Regions from separate parts of the Columba livia genome. Here region 2 is linked to region 1. Evidence: chromatin contacts called from public Hi-C data. All regions are on one chromosome and are shown on one strand. Each heading gives the region's core, a stretch centred on a gene start, on an enhancer-like site or on the middle of the called end of the contact. The rest is flanking DNA. Distances are from core to core; before and after follow the strand shown.

What was found. A called contact is a pair of places that touch in the nucleus more often than the background predicts.
Region 2: a contact with region 1 is called in a Hi-C map of crop, with 1.9 times the contacts expected there. The contact joins two enhancer-like sites. A contact is called at or near these places in 2 of 2 Hi-C or Micro-C datasets (crop and liver).

Annotation. Positions count from the first base shown.
Region 1 is chr10:21,118,187-21,123,591 of bColLiv1.pat.W.v2, forward strand. FLNB (filamin B) reads right to left here. Exons shown (of 47, transcript XM_065075719.1): 31 at 3,888-3,962; 32 at 3,054-3,156; 33 at 2,106-2,246; 34 at 635-763; 35 at 22-195. Among named protein-coding and RNA genes, the nearest start is that of DNASE1L3, 27 kb to the left of the region's middle. Within about 2 kb of position 2,700, at least 2 of the 3 cell types and tissues checked have an H3K27ac peak away from gene starts, as active enhancers do.
Region 2 is chr10:21,191,056-21,196,460 of bColLiv1.pat.W.v2, forward strand. No RefSeq gene overlaps it. Among named protein-coding and RNA genes, the nearest start is that of FLNB, 15 kb to the left of the region's middle. Within about 2 kb of position 2,301, at least 2 of the 3 cell types and tissues checked have an H3K27ac peak away from gene starts, as active enhancers do.

The DNA.
Region 1 (5,405 bases), core at 1,450-3,949:
CCAGAAGTCTGAACTTCATACCTGTGATCTTGGCCGTGAAGGGGCTGCCCGGAATGTGCTTGTCATTGTACTTCACCAGGATGCTGTAGTTCCCAGGCAGAGTAGGCAGGTACGTGACCGTGCACGTCCCGTCTTTGTTATCGATGCAGCTGATCTCTGCTTTAGAAGGTCCTTCAATAGCCAAGTCCAGCCCACCTGGGAAACCAGGGAAACAGCACTTCTGTGAATCTTTATGCACACCAAGTCCAAAGTGGAAGATCCAGTACTTGGTACTGAAAACGCAGCTTAGATGCCATTTTCTCAAAGGAGAGCAGCAAAAAGAGCTCAGCCCAATCCATTAAGACCTGAACTCTCTTCAGTCTGTTAGATTTAACTAACAGTGATTCCACATCCAGTCATCACCCACCAGATCTAAGCTGCCTTCAGTTTATTTTTAATTAAACAAGTAATTTGCACCCCATACTACAAGACACATCTACTGCTCTCAGGAAAACATAATAAAACCATTTTTACTGCAAGTTATCACACCAGAGATTCATAGTTGTATAGACGAATGCAAACTAACGCCAACGCGCATTACACTCACAAGAAGATCCTAGTTTAGGGTTAGGGTGGGTTTAAAGAACAGACTTACCCTCTCCTGCATCTTCCGTGACGATGGTGAAAGTTGCTGGTTTATTGGCAACTCCATAAATGAGGCCGGGCCCGTAAGCAGACACACTGCCGCTGTTCGGGTAATTCACATAGAACTGCAGAGGGCTCTCTAAAGAGGAAGACAAAAATAAAAGGCACTTTTAAGGATAAGTGGCCTGGATTACAAGAACAAAACAGACATCAAGCTGCTCCAGCCCAATGGGATCTTATTCCTATGCCTTCTCCAATGCCATTCTCACTACTTGATATCTGAAGAACTTCTAATGCACTTAAAAAACCAAATAAGCCTCCCCTTTCATCTTCAAAAGATACTTCTCTGCAATTTGTTCCATATTCAGTCATGACAAAGCGTTACTCAAATTACCAGAGATAAGCTTCAATGATGTTGTAAAGGGCCTTATTCACTACAAGTTTATATTTAGCACACCAAACCAGAACATGACTCAGAAGCAGGCTTTCGGTTCAGGCACAGAGCCCGAATTTTGGTAGCTCGGAATTAGGAAATAGCACAGCACATTGTCTGACTCGATGAACACGAAGCAGCAAACTTGAAGGGTGTCCAAAACCATATTTGCCAGCCTCAGATTAGCTAAACTGGTGCACAAGAACAAAAAGTACAGTCACCAACGGCCAATAATGGTTTCAAAAAAAGGCACAGAGAGCAATTAAGTCCAAAGCCAGATCTTCCAGCTGAGACAGTAGCAAGTTTGCTTCATGATAGTCTTCAAAAAGGAAATATTAAAGCACATCATCCTTCTGTCCAGGTGCAGGGGAATGGTCTTGCTGAACCGATATATCCAACAGTTTGGCACTAGAAGTGCTGGAGCCAAACAAAGTGCTGAAGATACTGAAGTAGCGGGTTTTTTTGCCCCAGTGCAGAGAAGAGGAAGAGAAGGAAAAGGATTAAAGGCCACGGTTTCTGTTTGTTAAGAAGCAGCCAGGAGGAAAGAAAGATTACAGCATAGTGTGCATGTGTTTTATTTTATTGCAACAAGATGGAAAGAGTAACTATAGTGTTTTAGCCACCTCATCCTCCCCACAGATCGAAGGTTTTATGCCAATGCAGTTTTAAGGATAAACATATACTGTAACCACTAGTTTTGTTGAGCACCATGGCAGTAAATGTCAACCTGAAAAAAAATAGTAGTTTGAAAATTGTATGTTTCTTCTTCATAATAAAACACCACAAAAGCTGGTTTCCAAAACCAAAATCCATTTTAAGCCTGGCTGGTACTATTAAACCACAATGGAAGCTCACATGTGCTGGCACTTACTCCTTTTGCTTTAGTTTCTCTCTGACCGCACGCAGATGAACTGCTGCTGAGCAGCAAGACGTCCGGGGCAGTTCTTACTGCAGCGTATAGAACCAAGCTATAGGAACCTGAACAGGGAGCAGATGCGGCAGCGGGACACTACGCTCCAATTCACGTTGCCTGCTTTGTAAGACTCACCTGGGATGTGCTTTCCCATGTATTTTATGTGCATTTCATGCAGCCCGACCTCAGTAGGAGCGTATCTCACTGTTACCGTGCCGTCTTTGTTATCCACAATATCAGGCGTATCCGTCTTCCCAGAGGGCATGTGTACTTCACCTACAAAAAGGCGCCGTGGGAGTTACAGAAGGAGAAGCCGCCCGCTTCCCCTCTCCCACCCACAAAGAATCGTCTAGCCCTTTTAAACAAGCCTTTTAAATTGTTAAATTCCTTACCCACAGGCACAAATAGGAGACGAATGGAAACACTAACCAGACGTGTTTTCTGCTTAAGCTACATGAATGCAAGGGGGTGGTAGACATCTGGCAAACAGTCCTGCGCCCTTACAAACTCTCGAGGCAGAGCTGTTTGCTGCAGCCACCGCGATTCCCATAGCAAGGCCCAGGAAAGGCACCGATCTACCTCCCTGCAGGATGCACCCTCTCCTGCGGCTCTTTGCTAAAGGAAAAGTCAACTGAGCCTTCAGCAGGGCTGGAGCAGGGCTGGGGTGGGATTGCTGAGCCAGGGGCAGGAGGGGACATGTGTGTGCAGGAGCTCGGTGCCACCGCGCTGTTGCTGGGGGATTAAACCGTGTTGCAGCATCTGCACAAAATAAATAATGGAGCTTATCAAGGATGCACGTAGCTGCCGCAGAAGGGAAGAACCAACGGTTCTTGCAGTGCAACAGCTCCCAGCTTAGCGCTAAGCACCAAGAATTGCCTCATTTAACTCCAAGCATCGGCGGGGCGTATCCTGCTCATCCTCAGCGGGTGCCACTTGATGTGAAATTAAACAACTAAGTTGCTGGCAGGATACAATCCTCCCACACACACTGTGGTCCAGACCACCCAGGCTCTTTGCTTCAAATGGATAAACACGCTAACAAAAAGCAAAACCTCCCCGAGAGGCCACGCATACTCCAGGTACCTGTTATTTCTCCTTTCCTCACGGCAAAAGGAATAACCATATCAAAGGGCCGGAATCCCATGCCGTTCATGTCTCCAACTGGGACGTAAGCTTCTTCTGTGACCTAAAGGAAGCAAAAGGATGGGACATATCAAAAAGACATGGTAAGACCCAAAGGAGCACCGAGCAACTCCATGGTGAGCAGAAGCAGCGAGGAGCGTGGGGTGATTATCGCAGCCGGCCAAGGACTGGGCTCAACCCGAGCCGCGCTGGCCAAGCTCTCCTTCCTAACACCACCACACCGCAGAGCAGAGCGAATCAAACACGGTGCCAACAGAAGACATGCTGGAAAAAAGTTTAAAAAAGAGATAAAAATGGAACACAAAGGGATGGAAGACAATGTAGCGCACGCAAGACCCAAAGTGGCTCCGTCTGAAAGGATTTAGTTGCTTAAGGCCTGGAAGAGAAAGTGATTCTTGAATGGGGCAGAGTGATTGCAACACAAAATGGACAAAAGAAACGAGATTCACAATGCGACTCTGGACTCAAGACACTGCGCTATTTTACTGGGAAAACAAAGCGGTGCACTCAAGTTGCTTTTGCCAGCAGTAGACATTGCAGAAATAAAAGCTGTAGGTGTAATGATCCTCTTCATGTTTAAATGAGAATTAATTTGGAGACTGCCTTCAAGCAGCAAAGAAAAAAAACAAGGTCTGGATCTCAAGAACAATTGATCAAACAGAAAGAATGAACACAATGACCAGAGCGATTCAAGCAGTCCCAAGAAGCAGGCTGTCATCTGAAATGGAACACAGATGGGGGGAAAACAGCTCAAAAAATGTAAAAATTGTGTACCCAAGGGCGGAATCCGGGGGGGGAGGCGCCCAGTGGCTCCTGCGACCGCACGGCGGCATCATCCGCATCTACAGCCTGGGCAGGGTAAAGGCAGGTTTAGGTGTTATTCTGGTGTGGAGACGTTCCCACCTTTCCCAGTACAGAACACGTGTCTCCTTCCAGCTGCTCAACATGCCCTCCCCTGTGCAGCCCTCCCTGCCCTCCCACCAACACGAGGACCTGGATCCAGCCCAGGGAGCTGGGAACTGCCTGTGTCCCCAGGCACAGGTTACCAGTGGCACGGCCATGGGACAAAGGCAGGATGTGCCGTTGTTGGGAACTTGGGAGGGAATCACAGAACAGTTTGTGTCGAAGGCACCTTCCCAGCTTCCCCAGTGCCCCCCCTGCCATGAGCAGGGACATCTTCACCAGCTCAGGTTGCTCAGAGCCCCGTCCAGCCTGGCCTGGGATGTCTCCAGGGATGGTTCATCCACCACCTCTCTGGCCAACCTGGGCCAGGCTCTCACCACGCTCAGAGCAACAATTTCTTCCTCATGTCCAGCCTGAATCTCCCTCCTTTACTTTAAAACTGCTGGAAAGCAGCATCTAAACACTGGTGGAACTGAATTTCAGAGTCTCTTTTTTATGGGATTGGCATGGAGGAGAAGTGAGAGGTTTAAACCCAAGATGCAAGTCCCCGAGCACCATGTGAGCTGGGGACAGGACAGCGTGTCACCACCACGGGACGGCAGCTCCTGGCTCCTGCCTTTGGGTGAACGACCCAGCCCCAGCCCATGTCCAGCCATCGCTGCAAAGCTGTTTTCCTGATTCATCGCTAAGACAGCATTGTCAAGACACCAAATGTGCTTTCCCCTGGGCACAGCCTCCCTTCCCACCAGACATGCCAAGGATGACTTGCACATTCCCGTCCCCCCCACTTAAGGCACCCAGAGCAGACGGGGCTCCCACCCATCCACCCCCGGGGCTCGGCCACCCCGGCTCCTCTGCCCATGAACACCACTGCAAACCACCCCAACAAAACAACCCTTCTGCACGGAAACTTCTGCGTAGAAAGACTCCACTGCAGAAAACCAACGCAATGCAGAAATATTGCTGTTTCCCTGTTCTCCAACCCCAATGAAGACACCCAAGTCAAACACATTCTGCATCAGTCAGTTGGGAACTGGGAATTTTGGCTGGTCAGGAACAGGCTCCCTGACCTCCAGAGGCATTTCCTGCACTGAGCTTTGAGCTGTGACCAAGGCACTTATTTCTTCTCATGGAAACCTCTGGAGATGCTGACAGTGACCTGCCCGGCGGCAGGTAGGAAGAGCCGGCATGCCCAGCCCCGAGGATTCAGCACGAGTTCGGCCACAGGGTCTCCTGGACCGAGACGTGTCAGGGGCTGCCTCGGCTGAGCTTACAAGACCAAGACCTGTTCTGCCAACACTGAGAGCTGTTCTTCACGTCAAGGGCTCCTGTGAGCCCTGGGAGGCGCCTGGTCTGCTCCTCATGCAGGCTGGGCTCTGTTTGCTTTTT
Region 2 (5,405 bases), core at 1,051-3,550, 72 kb after region 1:
TTCCGAATATTATCACTTCAGCATTCAGCTTTTTATGAAGAGAGCTGTGAGAAAGGTTGAGCCCTGTTTTGAAAGGATTTTTACCTTTAGCATCGTTCTGAGTCAGAGCCCAAACCCCAATGCGTACGGTTCTGAGGATGGTAAAAAGCTGCTCCCCCCAGTCCCAGGCACTTCAAAACTTTTCCTTTCGACTTGCGTTATGTGTTAGAACAGAATAAAAGCAAAACCAATTCTTGAAAGCATATGTTGCTTCAAAATCAATCTGAAATGTTACACCTCAAATAACTCTGGATGCAGTATTTTGACATTGCTGCACCTTATTTCTTTCTCCCACCCTTCAAATAATCCCTTCAAATTCATATTGGTTTCACAAAGCACTTTGATCTCAACAGAAACAAAACAATCAGAAAGCAAAGCTAAGTCCGTAATATCTGGAGAGCCACGGGTGCGACGCATTTTATGAGAGAATTTTGGTTTATATTTTTCTGGTTATAGTGCAAGTTTCACTATCGGAAGAGTATTGGACGGTGTAAGCGGCACGAATAGTTTCACCCCCTAGCAGCAAACCTGTTGGAACCCTGCATCGCTCAGAAATGACGAGGAGAACAGAGTGGGGAGGACGGGAAACCCACCTGGTGCTTTGGAGCCTGCTGGGCAGGTCCCGGCCAGACGTGGTCCCGGCCACAGCACCTGCGGGGATGAGCCAGGTCAGCATCGACGGGTCCGCCCGCCCTGGGGACCAGGACCCGCTGGCACCACGTGTGGCGGCGAGCGGGGAAATGGACCTTCTAACAGGAGCAACCTGACCCCACGAACAACTCACTGTGCCCTTATCCATCTGCTGCGGCAGATAGAATCATAGGATGTTAGGGACTGGAAGGGACCTGGGAAGCTCATCCAGTGCAATCCCCCCATGGAGCAGGAACACCCAGATGAGGTTACACAGGAAGGTGTCCAGGCGGGTTGGAATGTCTGCAGAGAAGGAGACTCCACAACCCCCTGGGCAGATCACCCACCCGCTGGGGTAAATCCTCTGCCTCTCACATGGAAAAATCAACAAGTGTCTCTCTAAACCACACCTAATTTAAACAGAAGCAATTTAAGGTGGCTGTCCCGCCTGCCATATTGTACCTCATCCCTGATCTCACATTTCCCTCCGGGGCAACTTGTCCTATGAACAGAGATCGCAAGCTTTACTCCTAAAAAGAATCAACGTCTTACTATTACTTTCATTTTCTGCAGCAACTGGAATTATTATTTCAACGTATTTTAGACACAACAAACGAAATACCTCCAGGTTTATCTGAAGGAAGGAAACCCTGCGGGCTGCCCTCCGCTCCGCTGCGGCGCTGGCTCAGAGGCTGCAGCTCCTCTGGGGTGTGAAGCTGCCCCTCCTGTTGTACCGATAACAGCTTTATGGCACGGGCGTTGTTCTGCTTCGCCGGTGCCCTGTTTTCACAAGGTATTTGATGAACAGCCTTTCAAACGCAAAAATACGGGCTGAGATCAGGAAGGCGAATGACCTTTCTGATTGCATGTTCGCATAGCTACCCTGATTTTCCTCGTTAACATATAAGGATCCCTTTTTTGTTAACACGCTTTCTTTAATAGGCTTTTTTATTGTATTGAAGAATGTAGAGGAAAACAGAAAAAACCAGTCCCATTGTTCTCCCACATGTTTGTTTTCACTACAAGCACTAAGAGGAAAAGCCCTTGACAAAAACAGGATACAGCAGAGTCCTCTGCACCGTGTCCCCCCCGCACCCGCCGTCCAGAGTCCACAGACAGTCATAAGTAAATGAGAAACATCAGTGGGAGTTTAATTATCCACTTGAAAGGGAGTAGCACCGAGTCCCTGCTCAATAAACGCCACCAGCCCAGGCAGGTTCTGTTCCTCTTGGATATGACACCCTCTGCCTACGGGCGTTTTCCCTGCGACCTCAGTCATGGACAAGGAGGGACAGACAGACAGACGGGGACGAACCCACTGTCACATGCGGGTGTCGAGCCAACCAGGCGCATGGCAAAAGCCATCCAGCATCCCTTCCCAGCTGTCCTAAGAGATGAAACACCAGGAACCCATCGATGTCACCTCCATCAGATGCTCCCTGGCCCCAGGAGGTGTCCCCAAAGTCCCTATCACCTCACCGAGCCGCAGCAGCCTGGCTCTGGGTGCCCATGAGCAGGGCTCCCCACTGCATTCCCACTAATGGCTTTTTGGAGCCCCTCTCTTAACGCACCCCCAGCCTCCTCTCGCCCCTCCTGTTGTTGTTTCTTCTGCCCGGTTTTCGGGTGCTGAGGGGTCCCCAGCGGTGCCGCAGCCCCTGGGGAAGGCGCCAGGGCAGGGGCACTCGCAGGCTGCGCTCGCTGCAAAGCACATTCCTGCGGGAGTTGTTAAGAACACGGTAAAAATTGCTGTTTTCTTTCTCCGCACACATCAGCATTTGGAGGCGTTCACGCTTCCGAAGAATAACACTGACTTGTTCTCCGCGATAGGAAGAATAAATCAAGCGCAGTTACCAGACCTGCATTTCTGCAATCAAGAGCCACATCTCTGGCCAGCAAGTACCTTGAGGGAATCAGGTTGTAGCGACTGCAAGGCCAGTAAAGAGCAATTTGAGCTTTTCCGACTCAGAAACACGGTGATTGCAAATCCATTCACCGGGTCAGGAACTGCCTCCCAGCAGCCGTCCGCCCGGCAGCCTCCTGCGCACACCGGCCCGAGACATCCCCGCTTAAAAAAGAGTCCCAGAGCTTAAGGAAACATGTTTTCTAGTTTCTTTCTAAGGAAAATCATGTAGGGTTGAGGGTATTCATGGGGCAAGTGGAGCAATATACTGCTTCAGCTTTAATTTTATAGGGAAGCGATTCTCCTTGTTTTCCTTTGAACTAACTGTAATCCTCGTTTCCTTGCCAGAAATTATCACAACTTGTGATTCAGCCTCGATTTCTGATCCAGAGGAATTATTAATATCGTGTAAAATGATTACATTTTACAACGTAAACAATAAAATAAATGTTTATGCAAATCCTTAGGTAGGACTACACCACTTTAACACTGCAAAATAAACACCCGAATCCCTGATGCAGTGTCTTTGAACCAGGGAGTGGTTGCTATCACTCAATAAACCAAAGAGCCAGGGAGACAACACAGACTTAGCACAGCAGCCTATACCTGATATTGCTTAGAATCAGACTATGGGGATTTCAGCTCTATGTAAAAAAAAAAGAAGAAAAAGAAATAAGAAGAAAAAGAAACACAACCCACACCAATTTCCACTTACACCGAGAAGACCTTTTGTTCTTTTGAAACTGTAAAGTGACATCCCATAGTTTATGCACTTTTTGGTAAATAGCTGTTCGTCATCAAGAGACAGGATTAAAGAATATGGGCATCATATGGAAGAAATAAACCCACAAATCATCCCTTGCGGGGTGCAAGGAGTTCGGTTACTAACCCATGTTGTTCCCGAAGCCTCAGGACCCATGAGCGTCCCACAAAGCAAGAAATCGCCCTTCCCCGGCGTTACCAGGACCAGCTGGTTTGAGCAACCGCTTTTCCAAAAGTGGATCAGGGCCAACCCTCCCCAACCTCCATCCCCCGGACCATCGCCCCATCGCCCCCTGCCACCACCCGGGGGCCCGCGGGGTCCCCAGCCCTGTCACCCCTCGCACCTACCGGCTGCTGCTCCTGCCGCCCGACCGACCGATGGATGGAACTGCCGGGCTGGGCTGGGGAGCTGCAATGTCCCAGCAGCGGGAGGTCACCAGGCTGCTGGTTTGATCTTCAGTGCGTTTTCCATCTGAAAACTTTAACTCCTTCACGCCCTGGAAGGTGAAGCATCGGCAGCTGTGCCGTGGTGCTCATCCCTGCCTGGGGACACTGGCACAGCCTTGTGCCAGGATGGGGACATTGGCAAACCCTTGTGCCAGGCTGGGGACGTTGGCACACGCTCGTGCCAGGCTGCTGAAGGTGAGGACACGCACCTGAGCCAAACTGGGATGTGGAGGGGGTCGGTGTGGGTGGTTTTGCTCCAAGACTTGGGGGTGAGTTCTTCTTCTGAACAACTTAAACCCCTCGAGCCCTGTCCCAAAACCTCCCGCATTCCCACACATTCCTGTGGCTGCCGAATCCCCACTGGAGACCCTGGGGCTTATGCCTGGGAAGGGGAAAACCTTTGACAGCATTTTTTTGTTTTTCCCTTTCTCACCAAACCCTTGGGAAACTGCACGGGTGGAAATGGCTTCTGCAAGAGGAGAAACCAAGAGCTGCCCTAAAACCTCCTGGAGCTGCTGCCAGGAGCCCCCAGCCAGCCCTGCCTGGCCGTGCCGGTCCCGGGCACCCACCTCCTCCTTGCTCTGACCAGAGGGTGTTCCTGGGGACGGGGACAGGGCTTGGTGGCCCAGCTCAAGATGAAGGGGCATTTGCTTGTGCAAGAGCAGAGGGAAGAAGAGCCTCTGCGTGCTCCTCACAGCCTACTGGGTTTCTAGCTCATTGTGCACCGGTGCCAGCCCCCCCACCACAATGCACAGGACAGGGTGGGACCAGCTCAAAATGCTGCTATTTCCAGCAAGATGCGTAAAACAGTTATGTGATGATGTCCACCCTGAGCTCCATGTTCCTCTTGCACTTCTCTGCTGTACAACTGTGCAGCGATGGAAACGCTTTCAGCATTTCAAGGCGCTGCTTTCTGTCCCCTGTCCCCTGCTGTGGGTTTGCTGTCCTGTTTAGTCACCACACATGCCCTGTGTAGACTGTTCAGAGGTGGCAGATGGGAAATTTGGGCTCCTGACCCCTGGGAAACTAAAACAGGTCTGGACTTGGCAAAGCCTTCTTCAAACACGACTTGTTAGGCATGAAATCACAGCTCGGTATGAAACCCATCGGTCGGAGCTGCTGTCACACGCGCCCTCTCGCCTGGCTGCGGTGGCAGTAGAGGACGGGGACAGGTGCACAGGAGGACAGGCCACACATAAGGGACAGGAGCATGTCACAGGGCTGGCGGGAAGGTAGCAGGGCCAGGCTGCAGTGGGGGTTTGCTCATAGGCCCAGCATAGAATCACAGAATCATTTTGGTTGGAAGAGACCCTCAAGATCATCAAGTCCAACTGTTACCCCACCCCTGGCACTGCCCCATGTCCCTGAGAACTTCATGTCCGTCTGTCCAACCCTCCAGGGATGGTGACTCCAGCACTGCCCTGGGCAGCCTGTTCCAATGCCCCACAGCAATTCTGTGAATAATTTTTTCCTAATATCCAATCTGAACCTTCCCTGGCACAACTTGAGGCACGTCACCAGCATCTCCTCCTGCCCAGGTGATGCCCAAAGCACCGTCCCCACATGCCTTGGCCAGTTCCCTCCAGTGACACCCCAGTGATGCAAAAAGTGACTTTTTGTCCCCAAA